Linked DNA regions of Rattus norvegicus: region 2 is linked to region 1. The links are chromatin contacts, called in public Hi-C maps. All regions are on one chromosome and are shown on one strand. Each heading gives the region's core, a stretch centred on a gene start, on an enhancer-like site or on the middle of the called end of the contact. The rest is flanking DNA. Distances are from core to core; before and after follow the strand shown. Region 1 has its middle 36 kb from the start of Noct. Region 2 holds the start of Noct (nocturnin).

The links. Hi-C and Micro-C count contacts between places; a contact is called where the count stands out from the background.
Region 2: a Hi-C map of kidney shows a contact between it and region 1, with 4 times the contacts expected there. The contact joins the promoter of Noct here to the enhancer-like site in region 1. A contact is called at or near these places in 4 of 12 Hi-C or Micro-C datasets (kidney, liver and mammary epithelial cells).

The regions. Positions count from the first base shown.
Region 1 is chr2:137,382,637-137,389,341 of GRCr8, reverse strand. No RefSeq gene overlaps it. Among named protein-coding and RNA genes, the nearest start is that of Noct, 36 kb to the left of the region's middle. Within about 2 kb of position 4,796, at least 5 of the 93 cell types and tissues checked have an H3K27ac peak or open chromatin away from gene starts, as enhancers often do. A contact at or near this core is called in kidney and liver, where this site is marked.
Region 2 is chr2:137,416,658-137,423,959 of GRCr8, reverse strand. Noct (nocturnin) reads right to left here and starts at 1,886. Exons shown (of 3, transcript NM_138526.1): 1 at 1,481-1,886. The coding sequence starts at 1,661.

The DNA of each region.
Region 1 (6,705 bases), core at 3,547-6,046:
ATTCATTGCCTGTATGGGCTACAGCGAGAGATGGGGGCTAGCCTGGGCAACTTAGTGAGACCCTGTTTCCATGTAAAACAACTTAAGCTCAATGGTAGAACACATTGCTAGTATGTGTGAGGCCCTGGTTCAATCCTCAGTACCACTAACCAAACCAAACCAACCAACTAACCAAACGTGACCAGCCAGCCAACCAGTCAGCCAACCAACCTATGAAAACCCGGCCCGGGCTCGGGGTTGGGGATTTAGCTCAGTGGTAGAGCGCTTGCCTAGCAAGCGCAAGGCCCTGGGTTCGGTCCCCAGCTCCGGAAAAAAAAAAAAAAGAACCGAAAACCCGGCCTGGGGAATGTAGCTTAGTTGGTAGAGCTTCCTACTGTGCAGTGGGTACAGAGTTCCATCCCCAAAACCACACAAACCAGGGCATAGAAGTGCACATCTGTAATCGGAGCACTCAGGAGGCAGAGGTAGGAGGATCAGAAGTTTAACTACATAATGAATCTGAGGCTACTGTGGGCTACACGAGACCCTCCTTCAAAAAGACAAAACCAAGAGCAAAACAAAACGCCAAGCCCAGAGCTCAGTTCCATGTCAGGACATTGCTTGTGATCAGTGTTTGAGGAGAAAGAATTGCTCTTCACCACTCAGTGTGGATGCAACGAATTATCCAGTCGCTTAGCATTGTGGTTAATTTTTAATTAAAAAATACAGAGCTTGACCGCTAACTGATGAATTGCGAAGCTGGGCTGTGATAAGCAGTACTGGTGTCAGCAGTTGCTGCCATCTCTAGGGAAACCTGGAAGTTGTGTGGTAACTGACATATGGCAGCAGCAGACAGGGCGCCGCTGAGTCAGCCTTCTCAAACTGCTGGTCCTTGGAAACAATGTGGCGTTAGCAGCCCGGCCAGAGCTTCCACCCAGACCTGCAGCTAAGGGAGCTTTTGAGTTTCCACCTCTGCAAAGTGCTTTGCTTCTTACTTACTTGAATCACACAAGTGGACCCGGGATGGATGCCCAGTACCCATGGGGCAGCTCACAGCTATCTGCTACTGTAGTTCCAGGGACCTGACGCCCTCTTCTGGCACATATGGGCACTGCACAGAAATCCTTGCAGGCAAACACCAGTATGCATACGATTAAATAAAAATGAACATTTTTAAAAGAACTTAGAACAAACATATAATATCACTATGTTAGACCAGGCTGGCTTGGAACTCACAGAGATCCGCCTGACTCTGCCTCCGGTGCGCTGGAATTAAAGACACATGCCATCCCTGCCAGGTCCACTTAAAAATTAACACTTATTTATATTCCAGTTGGTTTACAGAAAAAAACCTATCTGTTTTTGAATTATACTAACTGAAAGGTGGCCCAAAGTAATTGTGCCTAAAAGAATTAGATGTGAGATTAAAAAAAGATTGTTTTTAGTGAAAAGAATGATTTTCATCACCCATTTATATGGAAGGAGATTAGTTAATACTGTTTGACACTTAGCAAAAAATTGATGTGGAGCTGAAGTGTAAGAACAAGAGCTAAGTTCAATCGGAAAGTTCACTGGGGCGGGGGGGTATTTCAAAACAGCTCCTACGTCACCAGCAAGCATGCAAAGGTGGCTTAGGTGACCTTCTGGACTTACATGGCCAGATACTGACTCTGACTCGTGGTGTCAGATCCTCACCATTACATAATGTGTCTCTGCCAGCAGCTTTCCCTAAGAATGGTTATGCAGCAGGTAACTGCACATGATAACATGCATGGAATACTGTCATATCATGTTATATATTATATATTATGTTATATATTATATAATATTATAGAGATTTCCATATTTCCATGTACAAATTCTGGTTGGTGTGAACACATTTGACATATGCCTGTAGGGCATGAGCCTGGATTCTCTCCGCTTATGAATAAAAAGGCAAGACCCTGGTGATTGCTCCACAAGAGGGAAATTCATTCACAAATTTCCCCCATATAAAATAAAGATATATCCTTACGTTCAGTGCTGGTAGCCCTCCTGGTTGCATTTTTTTTTTTTAATGGAAAGTGGTTGGATGACATCTTTCAGAGAGCACATTAGGTGTGATGGCTAGCTGGGGGACTGTGACTTTATAGTAAAGACCCACCAGAATGCACACCCACCCATTCCGTTGCACATGCACAGTGCCCGTGCTCCTCACTGCGACATGCTTGTAGGGTCAGGAGCCTGAACAAGGCTGCACCAATGGGACTGCAGAAACACTGTGATGCTGAAGGGGACAAGGCTGTGCCTGGGTCCCCGACATATGGCCTTCTGGTTTAACAGCAAGCCACCTTAAAAACAACGTTGTATATAAGCCAATATACGCGATGAAATATACAAAAAGGGACTGGTGAGACAGCTCAGCAAGGAAGGGCACTTGCTTGGAGCTTGATGATCGAAGTTCAATTCTCAGAGCCCACAAGGAGGAAAGAGGGAACTGACTTCCACAAGTTGTCTTCTGATTGCTCCATGGCCCTCTCATATTCACATACACAGGTGCACACACACACACACACACACACACACACACACACACACATATACATATATATGTATACATGTATTATACATATGTGTGTATACATATATACACATTTAAAACACTTCTGCATGTACACATGCACAGAACCACTGTGAGCTGTTAACTATGCCCCCTTCTGATACAGGATGTGATGAGTCCCACTTCTATGAGGTCCAAGGAGACATGAAAGGGAGTCAGGTTTATATTCTGGATACCCTCATATGGCTAGACTGCTTGTGCCCTCTCTTCCCTCTCCTCGTCTCCCTTCCACTCCCTCCCCTAAGTCTGGATTGAAAACATGGAGCTGACTTTCCTGGACCTCCACCTTGGAGGCAGCAGGTTCTGGGCATCTTACTCTCCACAGCTGTGAGAGCTGACGCCTCCTGGTAAATCTCTTCGGAGATCCCCCTGTGCCTTCTATTGGTTGGCTCTTCTGGAGAGCCCTAAGTTTTTCCTTCTCTTCAGAAAGTTCGGTCCTGGGCTGGGAGGAAGGATAGAGGTCAGAGAAATCCGAATGATGCAACTGAGACCTAGAAGCACAAGGCCAGAGGCCAGCTGCCCAGTGGACTCATGTACCCTTGGATTGCTAGTACACGGAGCCTTGCTATAATAACCTCAGGCAAGATCCAGGCAGGTAGCCAAGAGGGAAGGGGAACCTAGGACAGGGCCAAGGGGCAGGCAGCACCTGGTGAAAGCAGGGCCTATTTGGTCATCTGGGTGGTCAAATTCTAGGGCTCAGAATGAGGAGGTGACATGAGGCCTATTCCTCAGCGTAATGATGCCCAATACTAAGGAGCTACAGAGCTGGAATATATCGTCCCTGTAGCTTTGATAAAGAGCTCACTGAAAGGCTGGAAGCTACGGCAGCATGAAAGGGAGACTGCTCGAGGGTGGTTGGTCTGAGGGCCATAGCTGAGCAGACTGGGGATTAAACAGAAGTCTTGAAGTTTATATGGGGGAGGGAGGAAGAGCCCTGCCCAAGACACAAGATGCCCAGAACTTCTGCTGAGCTTACTGGAAGCCAGACAGTACATGCTAACTTGATTGGGTTTCAAGTGAAGCTCCCCATAACGATGGATGCCTAGCTTGTATGAGGCCCTAGGTTCAGTTTCCAACACCTCCCCCGGGAAACAAAGCAAGAGCAAAATTGAATTTCCCCTCAAGTGCTAGCCCAAAGCCACCATAGGCAGCCTGCTGTGGATGCAACTGCCACTCTTGAAGCTGACCGAGGTCTGAGTCAGCACAGTTAATTTACCTTGAACCTTCTCCAAGGTAAAGACGGGACATTTCATGTGTTTTGTACAAGGTAATGAAACCTCACATCTGTGTCCATTCCCCAGAAACACTCTTTTAAAAGAGTATTTTCTTCTTAAAATAGCATTTCACTCCCTCTTCCTCCCCCTCTCCTTTCCTCCCCCTTTCCCTCCCTCCTTCCTGTCCTTCTTTTCCATAGCGGAGGATGACCTTGGAGTCCCGATCCCCTGCTTCCGCCTCCTGAGAGCTGGGACTCCATGTGCTCGTTGACACACCTGGCTTATTCGATGCTGGGAGTGGGACTTAGAGCTTTGTGCTAGGTGAGCCCTCTACTGAGCCACACTCAGTCTTAAAATAGCCCGTCCAATGATTTCTCCAGAACACTGATGGTTCATCCGAGTGAGAGGCTTCCAAACCTGAAGATGGGCCCGCCCTTCTGACCTCGCAAACCCAGTCCTGGTGGGTCCCTAGCCAGTCTGTGCTTTTGTACCACACAGTAGGAACAGCCTTGCTTTCTTCAGACAGGAGGCTATTCTCAGCTTCTGATGTCAGATTCCTTGTTACTACTGAGCCTTTTCTGTAGGTTACAAGCTCTCAGTAAGGCAGACAGGCCACTGCCTTGTGAACCCCAGAGCATTTTGTTCTATGACGCTGTAACATTAATCTCCCTCCTAGCTCAAGCTTCATAACACTGCTCTCTAGGCATCTCTGCTCCCCTGACACCCTATTTCTCAGACATCTAAGGATTCTGGGAGTCAGCTAGTACACCTAGCAGGATCTATTTCTAATCATACAGGGGCTGGCGGAGTTGGTGAAATATTGCCAGAACAATATCGAGACACAAAACTCACTCCCCGTGTTGTCAAACGGACAAGTCAATCATTCCCTCTTGCTTGACTACACATTGATGGCATTTACTATCGACCAGAGGGCAGCTGGTTCTGTCCAGCCCGGAGCTTTCAGCACTATATGCGACTTTGGCCTTAGCGCATTGGCTGCTAGAGGAGGAGGTGCTCTGGGATCTGCAGATACAAGGGTCAGGTTATTCATAACTCTCTTACCTCAGCACTGGCTGTATTAAGAACTTTTGTTTGCTTTGTTTCCAACCGGATCACCTTGACTTTGGCCAGAGGTGTTGATTTCTTTGCGTCTTTATGCTTGTCAGTGCTCGGTGTGCTCTGGTAAATCGCAAACTAGCGTCACGGTGTAGGTAGTTCTAGTTTGACACATGTGTGCCAAGCTCTGAGTTGTCAGTTCTGAGATTCTGAGCCCCTTCCTTTAAAAAGAAACAAAACAAAACAAAACCAAAAACAAACAAACAAACAAAAAAAAACTCGGCTCTTTTGGTGTAGGGCTCTTTTGGCTGAGGGTGTAGCTCAGTGGTTAGACTTTTTTCCTAGCATGCATGAAAACCTGCGTTTGAATCCCAGCACTTGGCAGTCAGAAGCAGAAGGATCAGAACTTCAAGGTCACCACTGCATATATATGGAGTATGCATTAGCACTTGAGACTCTGTCAAAAAAAAAAAAAAAAAAAAGAAAGAAAAGAAAAGAAAAGAAAAGAAAAACTTTGTTTTCTTCGAGGGGGTGGGGGCAGAGTTTGGGTGGACTGACATTTGCTTCCTTCTGTGTGGAATTGTGGGAGACATGAGGGCACCCTCCCTGCTTTCTCTGTGACCAAACCTGTTTTCCTGGACAGAGCAGATAGATGGCTTTGGCACACCAGCTGCTTTCTTTTTTTTTTTTTTTTTTTTTTTTGGTTCTTTTTTTCGGAGCTGGGGACCGAACCCAGGGCCTTGTGCTTCCTAGGTAAGCACTCTACCACTGAGCTAAATCCCCAGCCCCGCCAGCTGCTTTCAGAGCAGCACGGGAGAGGCTGAGCTAGCTTAGGGTGGAAACTCCATCGGTTGTATGGAATTCAGACTTCACTGGGTGAGATATTAACTAGCTTCAGAAATGTCACACGAACAGTCATCAGAAAGTGGACAAAGGAACAGGGCAGACATATGGAGTCTAAGCAGCAAACACGAGGGCTAGAGAGATGGCCCAGGGGTGAGGACGGGATACTGTCCTTGTAGGGGACCCCAGCTCACTTCTCAGCACCCATGTCAGCTGCTCACAACTGCCTGTAACTGTAGGTCAGGGGATCTGATACCCTCTTCTGCCCACCTCTGGTCCTGCATTCACCAGCATATCTGCACCCACCCAGCATAGCATAATTAAAAATACAATTAAAAAAATATAGATGGTCTAGCAATTCTGCCCCTAGGCAATTGCTCATGAGAAACAAAACCTATATCCATACAAAATGGATATGCGGACGTTCACAGAAATATTCATAATGGCACAGAAACACAAACAAGTCAAATGTCTGTTGGTTAGTGAGTGGGAAATGTGCTTTGTCTTTACAATAGAGCATTGTTAAGCCATTCAGAGAGAAGAATGGAGTACTTGATAGGTGCTATATGAATGAGGCTTGAAAGTGTGGCCCCAGTGGAAGGAGATAGACGCAAAGGTTGAAAGTTATGCAATTCTAGACAAATGAAAAGGAGACTGCAGAATGACGACTAAGGCATATGTTTCAAAAACAGTGTTTTTTTTTTTTTTTTCTGCTTCTTAGCACACAGCAAAAACTGTTTTATTGCTTTGAAAAGAAGAAATATTGCTTCATCAAACCACAAATAGGCTGACCCATGACAAACTGTGAAGTGGATCCCACCTTGCCCCCTGTGTCTTCCTTTGAAATGTACTATTGTGCCTGTGAGTAATGGGCACTTGCTGTGCATAGAAGGGGGCCAATATCAATCAGGGTGTGGTAGATGGTGTTTAATGTACTTCCTGTAGGTGGCCTCCCAACAGATATGTTCAGAGTGAAGTTAAAAAGCAGAGAGCAATGAAAGTTATTATTCTGTT
Region 2 (7,302 bases), core at 637-3,136, 38 kb before region 1:
GTGCCTAATGACAAATCTGAAGGAGTTGGAGCGGGATTTAAAATGAGCTGGTGCCAGCCAACCTTTCCACCTTCAGACCTAATAACGTCCCTCCGACAGGAAAACACCACCAGCAGCTACTGCTGGTGTTACTGGGATGCTGTCCATCCCGACAGTTATTTCACAACCCACCGAAGTTTTATAGACCCACGGCCCTAGATTTTCAAAAGTCCTTCCTTCCTCTTTGAGTCAGGGTGCCTCTGAAAAAGCCCTGGCTGTCCTGGAACTCACTCTGTAGACCAGGTTGGCCTCAAACTCAGAGATCTGCCTGCCTCTGCCTTCAGAGTGCTGGGATAAAGATGAGTGCCACCACTGCCCGGTAAAACGGAACACCCACAACAGATTCTCCTGTATCGGGGTTGTGGCACTCCAAATGTTGGTCTTCCAGCCTCAGCCTCCTGAGTGCTGAGATCATAGATGTGTGCCACCACACCCATTTTAACTGGTTAGCTAAAACAAAACAAAACCACTCTAAATATCTGCCAGTAATATGATTGTGGACAGTTTAAGGTGTTGGCTTCAATCAGATTCAGATGATAACTTACTTGTACAGCAAGCCTTTAATCCCAGCATTCGCTAGGCTGAGGCGGGTGGATCTCTATAAATTGGAATCCAGCCTGGTCTACATAGTTAAGGTTTAGAACAGCCACAGCCATGTCTTGAAAAAAAAAAAAAAAAAAAAAAAGCAACAAAAGACAGCCGCAGGGAATCTATACTTTCTAATGTGCACTCTGTCCTTAAATTAATCCAAAACCCTATCAAAATGTACTCTAGTAAAATAAGTATGGTTACAGCATCCGTAGGTTAGACGGCAATAACCTAATTTGAGGTAACAATCAAATTACACTTTCTGGAGAAGTGTTATGGAGTAATTGCTGGTTTTGAAGGAGAGCCTACATGAAGTAATTGCTAGATTTGAGGGAGAAACTACTCATTTAAAAGCCATACTTAATTTGTATGTAGTTTGCGATCGTCACAATCTGCTTTTGGGCAGAAAAGGGGACACTTAAAACACAGATGATGCACAGAACTGACTCTTGATGAAAGGCTCATCTAGAGTCAGCTTCACGCAGGGATTTAAGACGCAGTGGGAGACCCCTTTCCAGGAAGAGGTAACATGTGCTATTAGTAATAGGGCTTTGAGAAAATTCAGAGCCCGCAGGCCCTGCAAACCCACGATCCTGTCATTTTTAGGTATTTTCCCCACCTCATAAAGATGTCCACAAGCAGTCTGCAATCAAAACGTAACCTCCTTGCACCCGGGTGGGTAAAATGAAGCGTTAGCTACTGGGGTCATTGTGGACACCCGGGCTTCAGGTAGATCAGACACGAACGTGGAAAGCGAGGCCCCCTGAGCAGCGTCTGCTCCCTCTAGACGCGACGCCGCGGCGAGCGCCGGGGACCAGCCCGCGGCGCCCATTCATTCCGCGCTCCCGCTCACCTGTTCGGGGACGCGACCTCGCGGCGCCCGAGGCCGCCGCCTGCAGTTGTGGGGACGCGGGCCGGGATCCGAGCACCGGCGGGGCGAGCGTTCGGCGCGGGCCGGGCACGAGTGTGCGGCGCAGGCCGGGGGCGTCCCTGAGCAGCAGGGCCGAGCAGAGCCGCCGCGGGCTCTGATACATGCCGGGCGCCGCCGCGCTGACGAGCCGGGCCGAGCGAGGCGGGCGGCGGTGGAGGTTTGGGACCGCTGCGCTGCGGTGTGCTCCTTCCTCCTCGTCCCTCGGCGCCGACCGGGCAAGCAGTGTAGTGAGGCGGACGCGGCGGCGGCAGTGGCTCACTGAGGCGAGCTGGCTAGCGCCGGGGAGCAACCGGCGAGCGGCGGCGGGGCGAGCGCTACCACGCTGCGGCTACGGGGGAATCCGGGCGCACGGCCTGGGTGCAGTCAGACGGGGACAGCTCCGGCCGGGAATGAACCCTCTGGACTAGAGAGAGAGAGACAGTAGATTGTCCACGGGGTGGAGGCTGGCGGATGGCCAACGCCGCAGGAATTCGTTAGAGAGGCGTTCCGTGAGCCCGCGCCCTCTCCCGCCGGCTGCAATGGAAGCGTCCACAGGCTGGGAATCCCGGGTTGGTTCCAGCGCTGAGTGTGTGCGAGCGCGTGTCTGTGAGAACGTCCTCGGAGGGCGGTCAGCTCCACGCTCCGTGGCGGTAATGGAGATTAGCTACCGGGAAGCGCTGACTACTTCTGAGGCGGCTGCAACAAGCATCCGCTTCCCAAGCACGAGGTGCGGAAACTGACAGCAGGGCGTGGAGCGCCTGTACTGCCAGAGGGTCTGTTAGGATTGGCCGTGGAGATGGACCATGATTGGAGGGCTGGAACCCACACCTGGGAAACAGCTCTTTAGTTGTGGAAAATGAAGGCTAAGGGAATTAGGGGAAAAACAAAAACCTAAAAAAATAAAACCAAAAACAAATGCTTGGGATGGTCCAGACGTAATATGGGCTGTTACCGAATTTAGAGGAACATCCATCTAATAAACTACTGAAAATGCCAAATTAAAAGTAGAAGGCAGGTGTGGCAGTGGTGGTGAAGGTCTTTAATCCCAGTACCGGAGTGACAGGGGCCTGTGGATCTGGAAAGTTCCGGCCGGCCAGAGCTGTGAAGCTATCTCAAAACACAAAAACAAAACACCAAAACAAAACAAAACAAAAAACCCAAAAACCAAGAACACAAACGAACAAAAACGAAAAAGGAGATGTACTTAATATGTCCACATTGGGAAGAGGGACAAAGAGTTAACCTCTCTCCAAATCGCCCTTTGGGATCCTGAAGTGAGATTAAAGTTTAAATAGAAGTCCAGGGGTACACACATCTAAGCAGCCCTGGTCAAAGTGTGGTCCCGCCCACCATTCGCCCATCATTGGGTGCCATCCCATCTGTAAGGTGATCTGACTAGATAGAACTGTGAACTCTCTTCCTGAGAGACAAATTACTCCTCAGGCTGAAGCCTTTTCCTTTTCCCAGCAGGAATTTCCTGAAGGAAACTCCCATTTCTTGGGGGTCCATTGTTTCAGTAGTCTGAAACTCAGACACACACACACACACACACACACACACACACACACACAGAGTCTCTTGAGAATTCCCTTATTTTTGCCAGGTCTGTTGCATGGGTGCTAGGATATGGTCAGAGCTGTGTTTTAAATGAATGTCATATGTTCCAGGAAAAGGCAGGAACGGGCACTTACACAATGTGTAAGAGACGCAAGACTCACACTCTCACTTAAGGGGGTATGGAGAGGGAAGGAAGAGGGGAAGGCGGGGAGGGAAGCAGGAGAGAGAACAAGAGGGAGTGTTAACTTAGAAAGAATGAGTTGGAAAAAATACCTCAGGTAGATTGTGTAAGGAATGACTAACCAGGAATGGAAAAGAAACTTTGAGACGGAGTATCGTCACCAGGGATTCCAAATTTTTTTTTCAGACCTGGCTTAAAAATCTGACACCCACAGGTTATGGATGAGTCAGCTGACAAGCCGATGATGACAGCATCTGGGACAGGAACTCCTTAGCTGGTCATTAGAGTCTGAGGCTCAGCTGTCTTATCTGCACAGCAATCACACATGAGTCATTAGACAAGGCAAAGGGTCATTCATAAACAGGTAGTAAATGCTTTGCAGATAGAACAAAGTGTAACAGTTGGTTTACAGTTTAGGTAATGGATATATAGATGTTGACTCCCTTCCCACGCCCACCTCCCACCACCACATTCTCTCTCCCCCTCCCTTTCTCACTCCCACAAGCAAAGTTTGTTAGTAGCCAAGAAAGAGAAAGCACAGAAGAGGGAGCAGAGAGGGCCAACCTAAACTAGGAATGAGTGAGATGGCCTTAAGGAAAGTAGGTACTCCAGGAGCTAATTAACAAAGTTTGAAAGGAGCTTGAGTGGGAGTATCCCGTGTGAGTATATCAAGCCATTAGAACTCCCAGTGCCGGCTGCAGGCTACTGTACATACAACAGAACTTCAGAGAAGCTTGTGAAGCCATTAAAACACTACAGGCAACTGCTGCTGCTGCTGTTGGCTGCCTACCAGAAATAAGTGATAAGACCCTGAAGTCAACATATGTGTTAGTCACAGAACATGGAGAAATCCAGCTGGAACTGGACTGGAAGGTTTCTCCCAGTTAGCCCACACAAGCTATTATATATGTTGCTGGGGCACGGGTGAGTGGGCGGTTTGTCACCAACAGCCTTTGCTGTGGACCCTATGTGCAGCAATACCAGCTGACTAGACAACAACCTATTGGTACAATGTGTCAGGACTGTTATAGGGGTAGCCAAGCGCTTTCTGATAGGCATCGAGGCCTGCCCTATGTGTGTGTGGGGCGGGTGGATTCATTTCTGCTATTGTAAACCTGTTCAGTTATTATGAACCTGTTCAAAAGGCCGAGGTGGACTCCAGTAGGAAAGCTACTTCCATTGATTTTTTTTTTCTTTAAAGATTTATTTTAGGTATATGAGTACCTCAGACACACCAGGAGAGGCCATCAGATCCCATTACAGATGGTTGTGAGGCACCATGAGGTTGTTGGGAATTGAACTCAAGACCTCTGAGTCAGTGCTCTTAACTACTGAGCCATCTCTCCAGCTCCACTTCCATTGTTTTGATAAGTGGACATGCTGTGCCTTTCAAATTACCTTCCAAATAGCGATGTTCCTACCCATTACTGCTGCCATCAGCTTTGCTTAGAGAAGGTTCTTTTTGCGGTAGTCAGCAGTGACTGCAGAGACTCATAACTAATCAAAGTACAGAGGGCGAGTGACTCTTGAGTGCCCAGTCATAAACAGGACAGCTGCCGAATGCCCTCCAACATCCAGGAAACCTTAGAAAGCAAGAGTAACCTGGCACGGTGGCACACGCCTTTGATCCCACGCCTTGGAGGCAGAGGCAGACAAAACTGTGGGTTTGAGGCTATCTGGCCTACAGAACAAGCTCCAGGACAGCAAAGGCTACACAGAGAAACCTGGTCTCAAAAAAAGGGTGGGGTGGGGTGGGAGAAGAGGGCATATGGAACTCTCCTTGAATGAAATAATCGTTCAACTGGGGAACTCACAGATTATTTGCAGAAGATCGGGCCAGTCACCACTCTCATGGAAGGAGCAGGGGCTTTGGAGGTCCCATTCCTGGCAGGCAGTTGGTTGTTAGTGGGGGAGGGAGTGACATTTTCTTGAGAGGAGTATCCTGGCAGGGCACCCACCTGTGCTCCGACAACAAGCTAACTGTTGCTACTGTAAACAACCCCACTGAAGCTCAATGACACCCACTAAGGCACACATGACAGGAGGAGGAGTAACTACTAGGAGGGGAGGGACAGTAGAGCAAGAGTGCTTGTGTGGATATGATGGAACACATCACGTACATATGTATGGAGAGCTTTGGGGGCCACTTGTAGAAACTTGGCAGGAATTTGACATTGGGTGAGGACAGGGAAGTTAGCTCAGGTAGGTCTGACTTTGGGCTAGAACAAAGAAGTTGGCTTCAAGCAAGAATTTGACTTTGGGCTAGGACAGGGAAGTAGACTCAGGTATCTTGGTCATCCTGACCAACCCTTAGAAACAGTGATCACAGGACTTTGTTTTTTGCCTTGCTTGTTCCTCAACCCAGAACTGACCTTATCACATGCGTGTAATTAAAATGAAAGCAAAACTGGGAAAAAATAAACGCACCTCAGCCTCAGAACTGACTGCTACAACCTTGTCTAATTGTCTTTTTTCTTTTTAACCCTCATTCCCTCCCTGAGAGCCTGTTGGCTGACTGAGCTGGCTTGGTCACATATATTAAAATATGACAATGTCATAAAGAAACCATCGTATCTATCGGCAGCCTCCAGAGCAGAGAGACACTAAGCAGAGAGGCAGCCGCATGTACTGATTTGTCGATCCCACGTGTTTGTGATTGTTCACAGTCCCATATTGGGAAGGATGCTCTAGAAATGAGTAACCGTTGAAGCATAAAGAAGACCCTGAGTATCACTCACAGAGTGAGCGCAGGAGTTCCTGGACCGAACCTTAGTTTACAGGAAACATCTGCAAGCCAGACCAGTCGGAGCTTCCGTGGTGTCATTGAGAGGGTGGAATGGTGCAAGTCCAGAGCCAAATCACCTTGCATCATTTTCAGCTTCCTTAGTACGATCTTCTGTGACCTAGTCTCTCTGTGACCATCAAGTCCTCTGGAATGGACAGACACATTCCTATCTCTGCATAGCCAGAAGGCTAAGGGTGCCTGCCATTCAGATAACATCTGAGCCAATGCCTCCCATTTCCCTACCTTCCTGTGATCCACCTACCTGATATTCCCACCACTGTATTTGAAAAGTGGCTTGATTTCTAATTCCTTCTGTTTTCTTTGTGTTTGTTTTTTAACTGTAAAACTTCACTGGACTGACTGTTACCACATCAGAACATGGAAAGTGTGGAGAACCTAAGTCTGTATTCCTGTGTCCTGGCCAGTTACTTTTGGCTCCAGAATAAAACTACCTCTTATTCCCTTTGAGATGGGAGTTGTCTTTTTAGGTTGACAAAATTCACAATGTAATCAGGGTTTAGATCTGTCAGTGGTGGTGCATTCCTTTAATTCCAGCCCTTGAAGAGGCAGAGGTAGGTGGAGCTCTGTGACTTCAAGGCAGCCTGGTTTACCTAGCAAGTTCAAAGCTACATAGTAAGACCCCATCTCAATAAACAAAAATATATAAATATAAAACATGTATTTAGCATGCACAAGGCACTAGGTTTGATACCCCAGCATCCCCTCCTAAAAAAGGGTTTTAAAGAGGATGATATCCTGACTGCAGTATTAAACACTAAATTCTTGAAGCAATCAGAAAGCTAGAAATTGAAAGGTATGTATTTCAAAAATATACTCAAAGACTGGGGAAGTAGATGGGTGGTGGATTCCTTGCTTCTCTAATGTGTTGCAAGGCTAACTTTGACCCATATAAACAACACACACACACACACACACACACGCACATTCACATACAATTCAGCAATTATTTGCTTAGACATAATATGCACTACGTCCTCTGTTAGTGCATGCAAAAAAACGAATTGAACAAAATTTGTTTAGTAGAAGAGACACTGCATAAATACAGTATTATTTTTGTTGTATTTTTTATCACAAATAGTTTTATCTGATAAATGCAGAATCAAGATATGGAGGAAATATCAGGGAAGCAGAAGAGGAAGTACCTGATTGGCTGGAGAAGCAGGAGAAGCGGCTTTATGTACTGGTATGGTACGTTTGGAGTGGAAAGGGTCCAGGGAGGAT